Regions from separate parts of the Mus musculus genome. Here region 1 is linked to region 2. The links are chromatin contacts, called in public HiChIP or PLAC-seq maps. All regions are on one chromosome and are shown on one strand. The core of a region is the stretch at or near the end of the contact, and the rest is flanking DNA. Distances in the headings are between cores, read along the strand shown. Region 1 holds the start of Tgfb2 (transforming growth factor, beta 2). Region 2 overlaps A730004F24Rik (RIKEN cDNA A730004F24 gene).

What was found. HiChIP or PLAC-seq counts read pairs in DNA pulled down with a chosen protein or histone mark.
Region 1: an H3K27ac HiChIP or PLAC-seq map of embryonic stem cells shows a contact between it and region 2, with 9 read pairs. The contact joins the promoter of Tgfb2 here to the enhancer-like site in region 2. A contact is called at or near these places in 5 of 39 promoter capture datasets (the 3T3-L1 cell line, HPC-7-derived erythroid cells, embryonic stem cells and 1 more), 1 of 15 datasets of contacts at CTCF or cohesin (the NIH/3T3 cell line), 28 of 484 Hi-C or Micro-C datasets (the 4T1 cell line, the HL-1 cell line, the N1E-115 cell line and 12 more), 32 of 115 datasets of contacts at active chromatin or transcription factors (the NIH/3T3 cell line, T-cell acute lymphoblastic leukemia, astrocytes and 14 more) and 2 of 9 other capture datasets (adipose tissue and embryonic stem cells).

The regions. Positions count from the first base shown.
Region 1 is chr1:186,704,235-186,707,494 of GRCm38.p6, reverse strand. It overlaps Tgfb2 (transforming growth factor, beta 2), which reads left to right and starts at 1,506. Exons shown (of 7, transcript NM_009367.4): 1 at 1,506-3,066. The coding sequence starts at 2,721.
Region 2 is chr1:186,509,410-186,512,327 of GRCm38.p6, reverse strand. A730004F24Rik (RIKEN cDNA A730004F24 gene) reads left to right here. Exons shown (of 2, transcript NR_131158.1): 2 at 1-490. Among named protein-coding and RNA genes, the nearest start is that of Gm35426, 24 kb to the right of the region's middle. Within about 2 kb of position 1,612, at least 6 of the 459 cell types and tissues checked have an H3K27ac peak or open chromatin away from gene starts, as enhancers often do. A contact at or near this core is called in embryonic stem cells, where this site is marked.

The DNA of each region.
Region 1 (3,260 bases), core at 257-2,756, 200 kb before region 2:
CTGCCAATAATGGAGGTTTTTAGAATCATTTAGGTGCGTGTTGGAACAATTCATTCATGCCAGGGTGTTCCTCAGGGCCAGTGGAGTAGAAGAATTTTGTGTTCAAGGTGGGTGGGGAGATGATAATTCAAGAGAGAGTTTTCTGCAGGAATCTTAGAACATAGAACATGACTGTGGGGGGGTCTTGATTCTGTAAGAGGGCAGTAGATTATTCTGCAGCTCCCACACTTACGGAACCCCCGGATCCCTGCTTGTCACATGTTCTGGGACCTTATACTTCTTCCAAGTACATGGTGGGAAAGAACCCAGGAGGTGGGCGGGCTCTCTCTGCAAAACCCAGACCCACCCCTTCCTGTTTTCTGCAACAACAGACCTCACTTCCTATGGCCTCAGTCTCCCTGTCTGTGAAATACAAATAATAATGTTCATTGCTGTATATAATGTATGCCAGCTATATCATTACATATCATTACAGCTCCCTCTAGTAAGAATATAACCCCCCCCACACACACACACACATACACATGTATGCATCCCTAAAGGTTTGATCCTTTTGAACTAGGAAAATGATACTGAGGTCTTAACCTGGGGGAATTCTCAACAGTTTCCAGCTTTAACAACCTGTGTAGTCATCGTGGCCACAGAGTCATCACTAAGATTGAAATGTTGACTTTGACTAAAGGGGAAAGACCAGTGGGAAGAAAGATTCTGTTATCCAACCAGTTTGAGCAAGTTGAAGTAGAAAATGTCAAGTTATGATACTGTGTGACAGGAGACAGCAAACATTTAAAACCCAGGTGTCTTAGATAATGCTGCGACAGGCAGAAGATGGTGGGTCATCCTTGTCTAGGAAGGCTGAGGAGAAAGCCACATGAGCAGGGGCTCACATAAAGAAGGCAACAGTTCCTTTATTCAAAGCAGTGATACAGAGCATGCATTGGGTGAAAGGGACACTTCTGTATTCTGCTGGTTCACAGGCAAACAGGGCTGGATTGTAAACAGGCTAATGAAAAACAACCTGTGGAATCCCGGAGAACTCAAGAGTTAGGTCAGCAGTCTCAGATTGGAAGGCATGTCTTCAGGGCTGGGCTGGAGCTCCATGGAGCACAGTGTGTGTGTGTGTGTGTGTGTGTGTGTGTGTGTGTGTGTGTGTGTGTGTGTGTGTGTGTACACGCCTGTACATGCATGGGCACGCACTCAACACAGGAGGGACTCAGGGAAGCTGCGAATGAGTGATCCCCACCATGTAGAAACGGGATGCTTAGCTGCCTGCCCCTCCACACACAGACCCTTGGTGATCACAGACAGTGACTACTGCAAATTCCTCATGCCAGTCGCCCTCCCTTACTGGCCGTCCCCCTTTTCCACACCCCCTCCAATGGTCCAGAGCTCGTGGTCTTAGTAACAGAGGACTTCTGACTGTAATCCTAGCGCGTCACTTTGTTGAAGGCAAACACGTGGTTTGGGGAGCACATATAAAACTCTGCTCCGGGCAGAATCGTGATGTTATCTGCTGGCAGCAGGTTTGCTCGGAGCAGAGCTGCTGAAACTGCCGGCAGGAGAGCGAGTGGGAGAGAAAGAGAGAAGGCGCTGAGAGCTGAGCTCTGGGGCAGGCGTCAGGGATGGAGAGAAGTATTAGGGTTTAAAGAGCCATTCTGGAGCAACCCATCTGCGGAGAGAAGGATCGGCAGAGGTCTATTTTAGGGTCGCAAGTACCTACTTACCCTAAGCGAGAAAGTGCAACCTTGGTGGAAGCTAGGAGAAGCTAGGGAAGGGTGCGAGTCCCGGGGCAGCCCGCAGCCAACGCGCCCAGGAGGCGGTGTTGTTCCACAGGGGTTAAGGAGGTGGCCGATCGCTGTCGCCCTTGGCCGCCTGGAGCAAGAAAAGGAGGATCTGAAGGACCGAGCTGGAGGCTGGCCCTCTTTGCAGGCAGCAGCGGCGGCTGCAACGTGGAGCGACCCAGCCGGGTGTAGGCCACAGCGCGGCCGGCAGGAGCGGGATCCTCGCCGCCTGCTCCGGCCTCTGTGGATCTCCGGGGCGGACAGTATCCCACCGAGTCTCCGAGTGAGCCGCTCCGGGGCGCATCTGCCTCCCCGCGGCTCGCCAGGCTCGCCCTCGGCGCGCGCGCACGCACGCGCGCACACGCGCACACATCCACACGCACACTCATCCACACACGTGTGGAAGGCAGGGCCGAGCCGCTCGGTCTTTGAACTTCTCAGTTAGAGCCCGGCGCAGCCCCGGCCGCCGCTCAGCGCTCCCCGCGGCCCTGCGTGCCTCCTGCCAGCCCCCGGACCTTCTCGTCTCGTCCCTTTTGGCCGGAGGATCGGAGTTCAGATCAGCCACTCCGCACCGAGCCTGACACACTGAACTCCATTTCTTCCTCTTAAGTTTATTTCTACTTCAGAGCCACTCACCCTCTCCCTTCCAGGAGAAAAAAAAAACAAACCTTTCTTACTCCTTAAAGTGAGAGATTCCCCCCCCACCCCGCCCCAGCATCGCATATTAATATCTCCACGTTGGGAACGCGTTGCATTTTCTTTTTTAAAGGAATCCCAGCCAGGGACGTTTTTCTATTGGGCATTAACTTTCGACTGCTTTGCAAAAGTTTCGTATTAAAAACAACTCTACCTGACCGCTCTGAGAATTACTAGTTTCTTTTTTATATATATTTTTTCTTACTTTAAATAACAACATCAACGTTTCTTCCTTTTAAAAACATGCACTACTGTGTGCTGAGCACCTTTTTGCTCCTGCATCTGGTCCCGGTGGCGCTCAGTCTGTCTACCTGCAGCACCCTCGACATGGATCAGTTTATGCGCAAGAGGATCGAGGCCATCCGCGGGCAGATCCTGAGCAAGCTGAAGCTCACCAGCCCCCCGGAAGACTATCCGGAGCCGGATGAGGTCCCCCCGGAGGTGATTTCCATCTACAACAGTACCAGGGACTTACTGCAGGAGAAGGCAAGCCGGAGGGCAGCCGCCTGCGAGCGCGAGCGGAGCGACGAGGAGTACTACGCCAAGGAGGTTTATAAAATCGACATGCCGTCCCACCTCCCCTCCGAAAGTAAGTACAGTTTCCGTGGTTTTCGACTTTTCCATCCCCGAGTCTAAGGTTGGCCCGGAGCTCCTCAGATCCACAGCAGCCTTAGGCGTTCGCCCTTTCCTCTCCCAGTCCCCGGGTCCTGATCGCTTCGTTTCCGTTCTGTCCTTCGTCCCTTCCACTGCCTTTCCAGTCGTGGGATGGAGAGGGATCCACAG
Region 2 (2,918 bases), core at 363-2,862:
CTAAGCTTTTGCATGAGGATTTGAGCAAGAAGAAGAGTTCCAAGAAGAGATGTGTATTCCTAATTTTTTTGAATGCTTGGACAACATGGAGAAGTCACACCAGGCTCATGAAGAACTCGATTTTCTGGGCATGGGTCATGGACAGCGGTGTAAGAGTAGAGAAAGCAATGAGTGCAGGTTTGCCCACTTTTATTTCCCCTCAGCTCTGGATTAGCTATGTCTACTGAGCAAATATGTAATGATGTGGCTGGCTGCTTTAAATTCCTGCCTAGACTCTCCCCTGTGATGGACTGTCACCTGAAACTGTGAGGCCAACCAAGACTTTCTTTCTCAAAGTTGGTTTTGTTAGAGTACTTTAGCAATGCTATCTGGAAATGAAATGAAAACAACTACTATGTAAGATATTAGTAATGTCAATTAACCATTACAAAAGCTTTGAAATTGTCACTATCATTATGCTCATTTTAAAAGTAAACCCATATCCATGACTTAGATTTTCTCAATTAGAAATCTGCTTTTCAGTTAACTAGGATTCCTCTTCCCAATGTCCTCTGCACTTAAGACACTCGAGTTGCTTGCACTTCTGTGATGGAATGCCCAATAGTAGCAACTTACAGGAAGATTGATTGTCTCAAACTTTGGAGGATTCAGTTCATCTTGGTGGGGAAGCCACGATAGGGCAGTTTAGTATACATCTTGGATGGCTGGGAAGCAGTGTGAGAAGTGGCCACTCCCAGGAACCCACCTTCACTGACTAACCTCCTCTGACTAGATACGGAAAATCAAAGTTTCTTGACCATCTCAAATACCACCACCAGCCAAGAATTAAGTGTCAAAACCATGAGTCTATAGTGGACATTTCAGGTTCAAGCCATTACAGTGTGGTGGGGCTGGGCTTTGGTCAATGGATGTAGCTGGAAGGATTGGGTGGCAGTTTCAGAGAACTTGACCTAAATAATATTCCTGCTCTACTTCACTTTTAATTACACCAACTCTCACTCTTATCTCCACCGCAACCCCCTCTAAGATCCCAGAAACGGAGATTTGAATCCTAAGGCTCTAGAGACCATGTTGAATCTTGAGGAAGAGGCTCAGCCCTTAGGGCTGCAAAGTTATCCTTGAGACCACCATAAAGCCAAGTATTTAAGCTATTCCCTTAAACAGCACACATTCATATGACAGAGCCATAAAGCTTTCTAGTGTGTAACATGGACCCAATGTTAACAATAGGAGGATATTGTCTAAAAGCACATCAATATTAAATGAAACATCTCAGTTTTCCCATCTGGAGCGGCCCAAGCCCATCACCACTGTGTCAGACTAACCTCAGGGGAAAAGAGCTCTTTTCTCTACAGCACTGGGTGTTTAAGGTAGATGTGCTTGGTCCTTGGAGACAGTGGGCATCCTTTCCAGTTAGTCTGTTCTAATTATGTTTGACTAGGGCAAGTAATGAATTGGTTCTAGACAAGCACATGCAAATGGATGTCAGTCAGAAGGAAGAACTCATGAAGGTCGGTTCAACCTTCATTTTCATTCTTCTAATGCCTGCACAAAGTGGACTAGGAATACCAAAGCTCTTGAAGATTTGCATGAAAATGATCTCCAGCTGCCCTGGCCATTTGTGTGAAGGAAGTGCCCTTGAAGGCCTTGCTATGCGGCTGTGTCTATGTCTATGCAGGAAGCTGCATTGCTGGGGGCTGCATATGCATTCCATCACCCACACAGTTCAGATGGGGGAATCACATGACAGTTCTTTGGCTATTTAAAGTAAGTGTGAGTCTTAATTATCTTCAGAACACTCCAGTGCTATGCAGAGCACTAATCAATAAGACAATAATTGGGTGCTTTCTCACTGCAGATGATGAAGCATGGAGCCTGGGAGACAACTTGACTTCACATGCTACCACTCCAAGAGAATTAATTAAAAAAAAAAAACCAAACCTATTAGGTTCCTAAGAGCTCATCAGAGATACATGATAGTTATAAATATTGATGGTTTCATGTATGGTCAACAGCCATGCACTATACTGGAAAATATCATTTATATAAAAATAAAAACCAAAAAACAACAACGAAAAAATAAACCAAACCAGGGCTAGAGAGATGTTTCATTGGTAACGGTGAATGCTGCCAATCCAGGGAGAGAGAGGGAGGGGGAGAGAGAGAGAGAGAAAGAGAGAGAGAGAGAGAGAGAGAGAGAGAGAGAGAGAGAGAGAGAGAGAGAGAGAGTAAATCAACTTAAGGGGAAAAAAGAATAAATCAAACCAATAAAACAAAGTAATATCAATCTGTATGAGTAGTTATATCAATAAATAAACCAGACTCCTAGGAAGAAAATTCTCAATTTTCAGAGCTTTATAAAGGTTGATCTGAAACAACACCAAGGTATATTATATTTCTCTGTGGGATGGTGACTATCACAAAGAATTGTGTTTTCTAAATTAATTTTTTTGTTGGTGATATCATTCTTATCAAAGTTATATTACAATTTTATGAATAAAATAACTCCAAGGCACAACTACTAGAAGAACCCGAATGACGTAGTCCTGAGTTTGGAATCACACTCAGTGGTTGAGGGCTTGCTGGGAGTGCATGGGCTTTGATATTGTTGTCATAGGAACAGTAGGTGTGAGGGGTGAGGGGTGGAGCAGAGTGGGGGGTTTCGGGAGGGAGGGTGGCGGTTAGGAAACTAGACAGTCCCAGGAGGCGTTTAAAAATATATATTATGTTTAATTTATGTATGTGGGTGTTGTTTTGTTTGTATGTCTGTCTGTGTACTGCATGCATACCTGATGTCCATAGAGGCCAGAAGGGCCAGAAGAGGGCACCAGATCCCTTGGAACTGGAGTTACAGGTGGTCGTGAGCCACCATATGGATGCTGGAAATTAAACCCGGATCCTCTGGAAGACCAGCAGCA